Regions from separate parts of the Pan troglodytes genome. Here region 1 is linked to region 2. Evidence: chromatin contacts called from public Hi-C data. All regions are on one chromosome and are shown on one strand. Each heading gives the region's core, a stretch centred on a gene start, on an enhancer-like site or on the middle of the called end of the contact. The rest is flanking DNA. Distances are from core to core; before and after follow the strand shown.

The links. A called contact is a pair of places that touch in the nucleus more often than the background predicts.
Region 1: a Hi-C map of stem cell-derived neural progenitor cells shows a contact between it and region 2, with 4 times the contacts expected there. The contact joins the promoter of RPP14 here to the enhancer-like site in region 2. A contact is called at or near these places in 4 of 7 Hi-C or Micro-C datasets (blood, induced pluripotent stem cells and stem cell-derived neural progenitor cells), 1 of 1 datasets of contacts at active chromatin or transcription factors (stem cell-derived excitatory neurons) and 1 of 1 other capture datasets (stem cell-derived neural stem cells).

The regions. Positions count from the first base shown.
Region 1 is chr2:62,319,045-62,325,323 of NHGRI_mPanTro3-v2.0_pri, forward strand. RPP14 (ribonuclease P/MRP subunit p14) reads left to right here and starts at 3,893. Exons shown (of 6, transcript XM_016941397.3): 1 at 3,893-4,322.
Region 2 is chr2:62,193,374-62,199,369 of NHGRI_mPanTro3-v2.0_pri, forward strand. No RefSeq gene overlaps it. Among named protein-coding and RNA genes, the nearest start is that of DNASE1L3, 38 kb to the right of the region's middle. Within about 2 kb of position 3,383, at least 6 of the 24 cell types and tissues checked have an H3K27ac peak or open chromatin away from gene starts, as enhancers often do. A contact at or near this core is called in stem cell-derived neural progenitor cells, where this site is marked.

The DNA of each region.
Region 1 (6,279 bases), core at 2,643-5,142, 130 kb after region 2:
ATCATTTTCACTTCCTTTGTCCTATCTCCACAATCTGCTGACATAGGGGGTATGTTTTCCATTAAATCAGTGGAGAACAGGGGGACTGGAATCTCACTTGGACCCTTCTCTCTTGCCTTTTCTTCCCCAAGTTGAGAAAGCTCCTCAGCTTTAGAAAAATCCATTTGGCACCAATAAGTAAGGCAGGGAGGGGAGCCACACAGCAGAGGGGAAGTGTGGACTTAACTCATTCTTGGCTGCCGTACCTTTCAGGGACATAAAATAGAGACCGACCCCAACAACTTTGCTCTGAAACACAGAGGGTGCCTGAAATGGTCCTCTTAAGAACTAACTGGCTCCACCCAATGCAGTACAGGGTAACTTTCATAAAGACTGAGGCAGCTAACCTGGGCAACATAGCAAGATCCCCTCTCTAAAAATAAAAATCAAAAAAATTAGCCAGGTGTGGTGACACATGCCTGTAGTCCCAGCTCCTCTGGAGGCTGAGGCAGGAGGATCACTTGAGCCCAGGAGTTTGAGGCTGCAGTGACCTATGTTTGCACCACTGTACTCCAGCCTGGACCACAGAGTAAGACCCTGTCTCCAAAAAAAAAAAAGAAAAAAAGACTGAGGCAGCCTTGTGTGTTTTGATTTGGAGCAATTTTAGATACATCGTCAAGAGGTAAAAGCCCCCATATCATATTTGTCAGGGGACACTTAAGAAACTCATACTAGTTGTTGCTCCTGGAGAGGGGAGAGGCTGACAGGGGAAGAGGTGGAAGGGAGACTCACTTTTTAATATCTATCCCTTTATGTCATTTGAAATGTATGCTGTAAGCCTACAGTACCTATTCAGAAGATAAAATTTAGGCATGGTGCGGTGCCTCACACCTGTAATCCCAGCATTTTGGGAGGCCAACGCAGAAGGATCGCTTGAGCCTAGGAGTTCAAGACCAGCCTGAGCAACATGGTGAGACCCTGTTTCTACAAAAAAATTAAAAATTAGCTGGCCATGGTGGCATGCACCTGTAGTCCCAGCTACTTGGGAGGCTGGGGTGGGAGGATCGGTTGAGCCTGGGAGGCTGAGGCTACAGTGACCCATGATCACACTATTGTACTACAGTCTGGGTGACAGTGACACACTGTCCAAAAATGATTTTTTAATATAAAATTTAGTTGAAAAACAAAAGTTTTTTTTTGTTTTTTGTTTTGTTTTGTTTGTTGGCAGAGTCTCGCTCTGTCATCTCGGCTAGAGTGCAGTGGCGTGATCTCAGCTTACTGCAACCTCTGCCTCCTGGGTTCAAGCAATTCTCCTGCCTCAGCCTCCCGAGTAGCTGGGATCACAGGTGCGCACCATCACACCCAGCTAATTTTTGTATTTTTAGTAGAGACAGGGTTTCGCCATGTTGGCCAGGCTGGTCTTGAACTCCTGACCTCAGGTGTTCTGCCCACCTCGGCCTCCTAAAGTGCTGGATTACAGGCCTGAGCCACAACACCCAGCCAAAAAACAAGTTTTTTGTCTTTATCATTCAAAGGCATCTCTTTTATCCTCCGCTCTGAATTAATAAGACAGCATGAGAGAATTCAGGCAACTGGGAAGACACTTCATTTTCAGGGTTTGTTGCAGCAGGGTGAAAATTATCTATTGTTCCTTGAAGTTCAAAATACAGGAATTGCTCTGGTTTTCCTGGGCCACCTGGCAGGATACATTTGCCAGGCAGCTGGCTTACAGGAACCCTCTCCCATTACTGAGGGTTTCCTGGGGTGCCAGACACTTTATACCATCAACTCTTTTTCCCTCAACTCTGTGAGGTAGATGCTAATAATCTCTCCATGTGACAGATGAGGGAGGTAGGTAAGTGGCAGAGGATGCATTTGAAGCAAGTTCTGGCAGCTTCTGAAATCAAGCTGCTTTGAGAAAGATAATACTTGGGTCTATGGGGTCTGTGTTTGCTTTCTCCACCTCTTCCCACATCTGGAACAAGCCCTGTCTCCTCTGAAGGAAGAAGAAAGTAGGAACCACAGAACTGGAGAGCATGGCCAAGGTTGAGGACTGAAGCTTCTGGAAACAACACAGTGGGATTTTGAGAAAAGAATTGAGGAAGGAGATCCCCGCTGACTCAACTGTCCTGTGCAAGGCAACCCTTTGCCCCCCAACCCAAGCAAAACCAGCACATCCATTTATGAACAAATGCCTTCAGTAAATAGATGTTGGGTCACCATTGGGTACCAGGAACTGGGATGCAGTGGTGAGAAACACAGACAAGGCCCCATCCTCATGGGGGTTACACTAAAGTTTCCCTTCCCACTGCAGCCCCTCAATTGGTGGTAATACAGTGCAGTATGGAGAGCACTGGCTAGAATCAGACAGCCCATGCCACTGCTTATAACTGTGATCTTGAGCAAATAACTTAGCCTCTCTGTGCCTCAGTTTCTTTTCCTGTTGCCAGGCTAGAGTGCAGTGGTGTGATCTCGGCTTACTGCAACCTCTACCTCCCAGGTTCAAGCAATTCTCCTGCTTCAGCCTCCCGAGTAACTGGGATTACAGGTGTGCACCACCGTGCCCAGCTAATTTTTGTATTTTTAGTAGAGACGGGGGTCTCACCATGCTGGCCAGGCTGGTCTCGAATTCCTGGCCTCAAGTGATCTGCCCGCCTCAGCCTCCCAAAGTGCTGGAATTACAGGCATGAGCCACTGCGCCTGGCCTGTGCCTCAGTTTCTACCTCTAAAATGGTGATGATCATAGTAATAGCCATCTCAGGATTGTGTGAGGGTTCCATGAGATGACATATGTAAAATATTTTGCACAGTGCCTAGCACAAAGTAAGTCTTTACTTTGTGCGTCTTTCCAGGACGGCCTAGATAGAACACCTACTATGTGCTGGGAGTCACAAGGGACACTGAGAGTGGGTCCTATCTTTGGGGAGTGCTTGACATAGGAGATCTTGAGGAGAGGAGATGCTAGATATAAATTTGTAGGCTGGGCGCGGTGGCTCACGTCTGTAATCCCAGCACTTTGGGAGGCGAGGTGGGTGGATTGCCTGAAGTCAGGAGTTTGAGACCTGCTTGGCCAACATAGTGAAACCCTGTCTCTACTAAAAATACAAAAATTAGGCCAGGCGCGGTGGCTCACGCCTGTAATCCCAACACTTTGGGAGGCCGAGGTGGGCAGATCACGAGGTCAAGAGATTGAGACCATGCTGGCCAACATGGTGAAACCTCGTCTCGACTAAAAATACAAAAATTAGCTGGGCATGGTGGTGCATGCCTGTAGTCCCAGCTACTTGGGAGGCTGAGGCAGAAGAATCACTTGAAGGGAGGCGGAGGGTGCAGTGAGCCAAGATGGCGCCACTGCACTCCAGCCTGGGCGACAGAGCGAGACTCCATCTCAATAAATAAATTATAATATAATGAAAAAAATGTGTAGAATGACTCGGGCGCAGTTGCTCACGTCTGTAATCCCAGCACTTTGGGAGGCCAAGGTGGGCAGATCACTTGAGGCGAGGAGTTCGAGACCAGCCTGGCCAACATGGTGAAACCCCGTCTCTACTAAAAATACAAAAATTAGCCAGGCATGGTGGAGCATACCTGTAGTCCTAGCTACTCAGGAGGCTGAGGTGGGAGAATCGCTTGAGCCCTGGAGGCGGAGGTAGCAGTAAGCCAGATCGCGCCAGTGCACTCCAGCCTGGGCGACAGAGTGAAACTGTCTCAAAAAAACAACGAAAAAATTGTTGAATGAATGAATGAATGCATGAAGAAATGGATAACTATGAAGCACCGTCCAAGGCGGAAAAAACCCGCCCTAAACCGCACCCCAAGCAAATTGCACACACGGCTTTCCCGGAGTGGACACCAGAGGGCGCTGAGCTCGGCCGCTCTCAGCTCCGGATCAGGATTCGCGCCTGGGTCCTTAGGAAGACGCCGCGTGGTGACGTCATATCCGCCTGGGCGTCACGCTTCGTGGGGCGGGACGAGGAGAAGCCAAACGTAAAGAAACCAGGAGTTTCTCGGGCCCAGCTGTGGCTGCTGCCGGGGAGCCCCAAGCCTTGGCGGGTCCTTGCGGCGAATAGGAGTCTGGTCAGGCGTCAGGCCAGTCCGACGAAGAGTGGGTAGGTGGAAGCCCTCCAAAGAGCGGCGGTTGTCCGGGAGCCGTCTCAGTTGGCCGCGACCCGGGCGCATGCGCGGGGCGGGCGGTGCGCCTTGGGTAGCTTGTCCTCTCCGACCCCGGGCGCTGAGGGCCTCTGTACGGCGCCGCGTAGGGTCTCGGCCGCAGAACGTGGCCGAGAGGCCCGGGCCAGACTTCGGGACCGTGTCCTGAGCGCTCTCCATGCGCCCGGCGCGAGGTGAGCGCTAAATAGTGGTTGTTGAAAAATATTGAAAGCCACCCAAGTGCTCAGCAGTAAGGAAATTGAGCTTTTTAAAGTGATTGATTTAGTCCAAAAATTGTACGTTGCACGCCCACTGTGCACGACCCAGTGTTTTAGGGCCTTGGGAAACAGCAGTGAACAAGATAGCAAGATTCTTGGAGTGGACTTTTGTTGGGATGGGGAGGGGAAGTACAGATAAAGATAAACGAGTTACATAATTGTCATAGAAAAAGGCAAATGCTACGAAGAAAGCAGGGACGGGGCATGGGGGTGGGGTGCGGTGTTAGCCGAGAAGGGCACTGGGCCAAACCGATTGAGATTTGAGCTAAGCCAGGAAGGGGGCAAGGGTGTGAGTCCGGTGGCTGCCTGGAGGAAGATCTTTCCCAGCATGGGGAAAAGCTAGAGCCGAGGCCCAGCGGTGGGAGCGAGACTGGCGCGTGAGAAAGAGCTAAGCTAGGCCTGTGTGGTGGCGGGGATTGAGCGGAGGGAGAATGGCAGGACATGAAGTCAGAGGTGTAGAGGGAGCAGTCCTGCAGGTGAGGCAGAGCCTTGCAGGCTGCTGTAAGGACTTTGGCCTTACTCTGATTAAAACGGGAACCATAGCAAGATTTTGAGCAGAGGAATGATGTAGCTTGAGTAGATGTTAATAGACTCACTGGCCGCCGTAGGGATGGAGAAGCGGGGGAGTAGGGAGAATCCGATTTATTACTAATAGGTCAGATTAGGAGCATCCCTGCGCAGCCACTAAAAAAGACTGACTTTAGGCCGGGCGCGGTGCCTCATGCCTGTAATCCCAGCACTTTGAGGGGGCCGAGGTCGGCGGATCACTTGACGCCAGGAGTTCGAGACCAGCCTGGGCCAACATGGCGAAACCCCATTTGTACTAAAAATACAAAAGTTAGCTGGGCGTGATGACGTACGCCTGTAATCCCAGCTACTCAGGAGGCTGAGGAGCGAGAATTGCTTCGACCCGAAGCACTCCAGCCTGGGCGACAGAGTGAGACTCCATCTCAAAACAAACAACAAGACTGACTTTAAAGATGACGATGACAGTAACTTCGTGAGCCCACATCTGTGGAGAGCCTGGTGAACATATTTAATACCAGTCTGTACAAAATAATTTCCCAGGTATCCTCTCCTTTAATCTCAGAACAGCCTGCAGAGGGCATTGCTGTCATTTGTAAGTCTTTTTTTTTTTTTAATTGCAAAAAATACGTGACATAAAATTTATCGTAAGTAGCATTGAGTACATTCACAACGCTGTGCAGCCATCACCACTGTCCATCTCGTGAATGTTGTGTAAGTCTTCGTTTTACTGGCATCTAAGCCCTGGGCCTAATTTCACTCCCCTATTTTAGGCAGCCAGCTCCATCAAGGCAGTAACACTAAAAAACATTTATGTGCCAAGCAATGAAAGAAACAGATGAGGTTTCTTGTTCTCCCTGCCCTTCTAGTTAGGGGAGACTCTAGTGACTGGGAAAGAAGCATCTGGTAACTATTTCCGCTGTCCTGAAACCAAGGATTCTTTTGAATATATAGGCCTATACCACTATCACTTTTCTCTCATTTGAATACCTACTTTGTGTCATAGTATTACAGTATTTTTTGTTTGTTTGTTTTGGAGACAGGGTTATGCTCTGTCACCCAGGCTGGAGTGCAGTGGTACAATCACAGTGCACTGTATCCTTAACCTCCCAGACTCAAGCTATCCTCCCACCTCAGCCCCTGGAGTAGCTGGGACTACAGGCACACACTACCATGCCTGGTTAATTTAAGTTTTTTTTTTTTTTTTTTAGTGACAGGGTCTCACTATGTTTCCCAGGCTGGTCTCAAACTCCTGGCCTCCCAAACTGTTGAGATTACAGGCATGAGCACCACGCCAGGCCCCAAAGTATTAATGTTTGTTGAATGGATTGGTAGATGTAGCTCCTTG
Region 2 (5,996 bases), core at 2,133-4,632:
CTGATGTACTTATAACACTTGGGCCTCTTGACCAAGTCTAGTTTTAGGACTTCAAAGGGGCCTTGGAAGCCACATTTTGATGACTTTGGTGTAAAATGAGTAGGGCATATAGGGATTTAATTTCCCTTGAAAGTTGCACAGACTTAAAAATTAGCAGAATAGGCTAGCAGAATAGGCCAGATGCGGTGGCTCATATCTGTAATCCCAGCACTTTGGGAGGCCGAGGCAGGCGGATCACCTAAGGTCAACAGTTCCAGACCAGCCTGGCCAACATGGTGAAACCCCCTCTCTACTAAAGATAGAAAAATTAGCTGGGCGTTGTGGTGCAGCCTGTAATCTCACTACTCAGGAGGCTGAAGCAGGAGAGTTGCTTGAACCCGGGAGGCAGAGGCTGCAGTGAGCTGAGATCGTGCTACTGCACTCCATCTGGCCTAGGCAACAGAGTGAGATTCCATCTAAAAAAAATAATAAAACAAATAGTAGAATAAAGGTTAAAGGCAAAATGAGTGCTTGATCCTTGTCAACCCGCCAAGTTTATATTAAAAATGGGGAGTGCTGCTGTTAATTGAAGTGCGCATTAGCCTCAGTTCTCAGCCCTATGGAAGTAGAGTCAAGGAAAGAGATGGAGTCTTTCCAAATCTCCATTAACTTGGAGGGGGAAGAGGCTGTATAATCCGTATATTTCACGAATGAAAACTCCCAGAAATTAGTATCTTATGCAGGTATTTTTTCCCTTTCACAACAGTAAATCATAATTTGAGGAAGTAAAAATGTCACACTGGGGGCAGTAAGGGCTCAAGCAAGCCTGGATTCAGTTTATTTTTCTGGCTTTGTCCTAAGGATGCTGCCTAACGCATGGTGGGAGGAATCTTTCTAAACAAAGAGATCCTTCTCTGCTTCGTGATAAGGCTTTTGTCTGAGCCCCCAAGCCCACAGGGACCGGCTCATGGGCATGGAATTTAGGGAGACCCACTCCACAGCCCTCACACCCTTTTTCTCTCTTCCTCAAGAGTTCTCAAGAGCAGGCAGGAAATGGAGAATTTACGAGCCTGACTTGTGGCACGGATCCACATATCCAAGGGTGTTTTGTATTTTGGACTCGCTTATCTCCCCGGGACAAAGTACAAAGATGAAAGAATCTGCAAGCCTTTTGTTGCCCATGTTTCTCCCTCTGCCCTGACTGCCTTGCCAAGATACCAGAACACCTCTCCCTGTCGGGGGCTGCCCTCCCTTTCTAGGAAGTGGACGTGCTTAGGGCAAAGCTGGTGCTGAACCCCGGCAGGGTGTATTCAGAGGAGGAGAAAACCTCAGCAGAAGCACCAAGTCCTGGAAATGCCAGCTTCAGGCCCAGCTACAAGCAGCCTGCTCCATAGCAGCAGAATAACCTCGTGTAGCAGCAGCATTCAGAGAACAGCGGGTCACATGCTGCAGGTTCAAACCGGATTCCAAGCCCAGCGCTGCTGCTTACCAACCGAGATACCTCAGGCGGTCACCTTCTCTGTGCCTCACTGCTCTCATCTGTAAAATAGGGAAATAATGGGAAACTTCCATTCTAAAATCAGATGAACTCCAGAAAGGCATCTCCCCCTGCCTCCCTCCCGCTCAGCACATCCACCCCCCAACTGGCCTGGGCAAACTTTCCTCAACCCAAAGCTGTTGAGAGAGGGACTGCCTGAGTGTTGCAGAGATTCGGCTCCCCAAGGCAGACTGGAAGGGGCACCCCAGCTAGGGAAAGGGAGGCTTATGGAGAAGCCATTAAGTGTGGTGGCTCTAAGGTTGGGCTGGGGATTCAAATCCTGGCCCTGCCATGACCTCTGGCAGGCAAGTCACTGATCCTTCACAGAAAACTGTGCCTCAGTTTTCTTTCCAATGAAATGGGGTAACAGGACCCACCCCATAGAGTGTTCTGAGAACTCACTGACAAAATATACATAAAGAGCATTTCAGGCCAGGCATGGTGGCTCACTCCTGCAATCCCAGCACTTTGGGAGGCCAAGATGGGTGGATCACTTGAGGTCAGGAGTTCAAGACCAGCCTGGCCAACATGGTAAAACCCCGTTTCTACTAAAAATACAAAAATTAGCCAGATATGATAGCATGTGCCTGTAATCCCAGTGGGGAGGCTGAGGCAGAAGGGTTGCTTGAACCCAGGAGGTGGAGGTTGTGGTGAGCCAAGATCACGCCACTGTACTCCAGCCTGGGTGACAGAGACTGTCTCAAAAAAAAAAAAAAAAAAAAAAAAAGGCATTTCACAGAGTCCAGTACATGATAAGTGTTCATGAAATTACTATTATTGTTGTAAGGGAACTAAGACATTAAGTTCTGAGTCCTAGGAAAGCAGTGTGGTGTGGCAGACAGAGTCTTGGTCTGGGCATTAGGGTTAGGCAGTATCAGTAGGAGTGGGTGGGGTGGGGTGGGCCAACCACAGAACTCTGTCTGAGGTGGGATGTTGGTGGCCTCAGGGAGTGGCCAGAAAGGTGGGAGGAGAAAGGGGTGAGTCACATGCACCTAGGAGGGCTCCAGCCCACATGCCAGCCTGTTCTTGTCCCCTGGTTTCAGAGCTTCACCATTTTCCCTTTGCATAGGCCTAGGCCAGTGACAGACCTGAGGGCTGCTCCCACACTGCGCCATCCCAGGGATTGTTAGATGGATGGAGCTTAAATAAGTTAATAAACTAAGAGTAAGAAAATTATCATCGTAAGTAACACTAACGCTATGCACTGAGACTTACTATCACATTTTTTAAAGGAGAGTTTGTCAAGGCTCAGAAAGGTTTAGTGACTGGCCGGGCGCGGTGTCTCACGCCTGTAATCTCAGCATTTTGGGAGGCAGAGGCAGGTGGATCACTTGAGGTCAGGAGTTCAAGACCAGCCTGCCCAACATGGTGAAACACCACCTCTACTAAAAGCACAAAAATTAGCCGGGCGTGATGATGGGCGCCTGTAGTCCCAGCTACTTGGTAGGCTGAGACAGGAGAATCGCTTGAACCCGGCAGGCAGAAGTTGCAGTGAGCCGAGATCGCGCCATTGCACTCCAGCCTGGGCGACAGAGCAAGACTAAAAAGAAAGAAAAAAAAAAAGGTTTGGTGACTTCCCCAAGGTCACACAGGTAGTCATTAATGGTCAAGGCTGTGTTAAAACTCGGTAAACCTGTCTAGGAACGGGGCTGTGAAGTTGTGCACGGCTCCAGACACAGAAAACAGAAGCCAGAGGAGGCTCTCCCAGCGGGCCGTTGGCCTCCTTGGGCCCGCGGAAGGCGGCCCTTTGGGAGCGCCTCTCTGCACCGTCCCAGCTCCGCTCCCCTCTCGGGGAAGTTGTGGGCCTCGGGGGCGAGAGGACGACTGCCTGGGTTGTCGTCGCCGCAGTGACCGCTAGGGGTCGCCTTGGACACGCGAAATACGTCCGCAAGCGGAGTCCCTGCGGTGGGGAAGGCGCGGGCTCTCCCAGGCCAGGAGGAGGGGGACCCACCCACCTCTCTTCTTCTGCGCTGGTAAGTCCGGGGACTCCGGCGCAGAAGCTTCGGGGGTGGGGCAGAGAGGCTGTCTGGAGTTCTAGCAGCAGACCTTGCCCCGCAACCGATTGACTCCAGGGTCCTGCCGCCCCCAAGCCCCGCAACTCCTGACTTCCTCCCTTCACCCCTCACCCCCACTGTCCCCCGTAACAGAGCCAATGTGAAGTGCGCCTAGGCATAATTTACTTGAGCACATTTCCAGGGCACCTACTGTGTGCCAGGCTCGGCCCGCGGAGACACCCGAGTTACAGGGCAGGGCAGGATCAGCTCCGCGAGGCCAGGGCGTTTTGTCGTGTTGTTCACTTGCAGCCCGGGACACACAGTAGGCCCTCCGCCAGGAGAGAATGACTAACTGGTGCTTAGCTCCTGCTCAGGCAGCCTGCAGGCGAAAGGTTCATCAGTCACTACTGTGCGTGCCCCGGGGAGGCATCTCAGACCCAGCTATTCCACTTAACCTGAGTTTCTTCCCCAAATTTCCCAAACCCCTCACAGTCCATTTCACACGTGGAAAGACTGAGGCCCAGAGGGCAGTCTATACATCCGTGGCCTTTCTTGCCTTTCTAACTGGGGGTGTCCCAGGCTGCAACACTCTTCCCCTGTGCTTTGCCCCTGGCTAACTCATGTTCACAGTTCAGGTCTCAGTCAAACGGCACCTCTTCCAGGAAGCCTTCCCTGACCCACTCACTGCAACCTGGCTAAGCGTCTGCCTCCCCTTCTAGAGGGTGAAACCCTGAGAGCAGGAAGTACCTGGGCTCTGTCTTTCCTCATCTACATTTTGAGCCTGGCTTGGTGCCTGGCACAGGGTCAGAAGCTAATGACGTTTGTTGAATGAAAAGTGGAAGGCAAGTGGCCCCAGGGCCCTGTGGGTAGCCTCCTTCTCCCTGGTCAGGGAGGCAGAAGGTGTGAGGATCCAGGTGGCTGACTTTGTGGTACCGCCGAGGCATCAGGTGGGTCCTCCCCTGCCCCGCCCTGCCTGCGCCTCTCTCAAGTGCCCATCCCACTTCCTGGGAGAATTTTGTGTCTATAACACAAGGACGTGGGTTTTGGGGTTAAACCCAGAGATTCCTCAGTTTACTCATTTGTGAGAGTGACGCAAGACGGCCTGTTTGCAAATCACTGTGAGGATTAAGTGATGTAACAGTAAAGTCCCCAGCCCGGGGCCTGGCATGGAGTAGGTACACACCAGCGGGCACACCAGCCTCAGTGCCCTGGGGCAGTCACATGGTTTCCAAGCCTCCATTGCCCCACTTGGAAAGGAGGACATGAAAGCCTACTAATGGGGAGGATGGTTTAAGGCACACAGAGCACAGCTTAGCACCTGGCACCTCACGGGTGCTTGTGAAACTGCAGCTCATGTTGAGGGAGCACTTCCTCCCAGCCAGACACTGTCCAAGTGTTTTATATGCTGGTCTAGTGTCATTCTCCCAATACTAAGGGTAGTTCCCACTCTCACCCTCCTGTACAGATGAGGCCACTCCGCTAGCAAGGGACAGAGCTGCGTATCTGAGGAGCTGGACCCTAGAGTTGCCCTGGAAACCTCCTCAGCTGCGTGTCCAACGCTCCCTGAGGCCGGGGAAGACTGGGCCTCTTTTTGGACCCCCATTGGGTGCCTGGCACATAGTAGGTGTGCATCAGAGTTTGCTGAATGGAATAGAGGCTGCAGCACCCCGTGCGCCACCCCAGAGCCCTGTGGGTGTGAAGGTAAAGGCCTGGGCCCGTCCCTCGGGGGAAGGACAGGCACCTTGGGTGGGTTGTGGCCAGGCTCTGCACCCTTTTCCAGCCTGGTCTGTTCTTCTGCCTGTGGGACCCCCCAAGTCCCCCAGGGCAGCCCAGCCTCTCCTCTCTTTCAGGGCCTTGGCAACCCAGCCCTCATCGGCTGCATGTATCCTTGGAGATGAGGCTCTGGGAGCCCAAACACAGGCCGCAGAGCTGTGGGAAGAGCCATTCTTCCCTCCTCCACCTCTCCCTGCCCCTGGGGAGCTGTGGACCTCCCAGAACCAGGCCTGCTGGAAGGAATGCATCCAAAAGGAGGCCACCGCCCGAGTTGCCTGGAAGATCAACGATGGCCACAAGTACCTAAGGGAGGGGACCGTGCCCAGGAAGCAGCTCCAGCAGGCCCCATCCAGGTCAGCCTTGGTAGCAGGCCCAGTGCCTGCCACCAGCTCCCATGATAGCAAGGAGGTACAGGTTGGATGGCCAGAGACCAAGGGGGCCCAGAACCAGCTGTCCAAGGGGGCCCAGAACCAGCTGTCCAAGGGAGTGGGTGTCCAGGACTCCCCACCCAAGGGAGACAGAGTCTGGGAGGCCAGAAAAGCAACTCAGGGGCCAGCAGGTCAGACCAGGCCGGAGAGTTTAGAAATGAGGCAGGTCTCCCCAAGAATCCTGCAGCTGCTCTTCCCAGGCATCTCCCACGATGGCCAAGGCCACGCCCTGGACCTCCAGGCACGGCATCGGCTGAAGCCCGAGGAGAAGTTCCAGTACCCAGT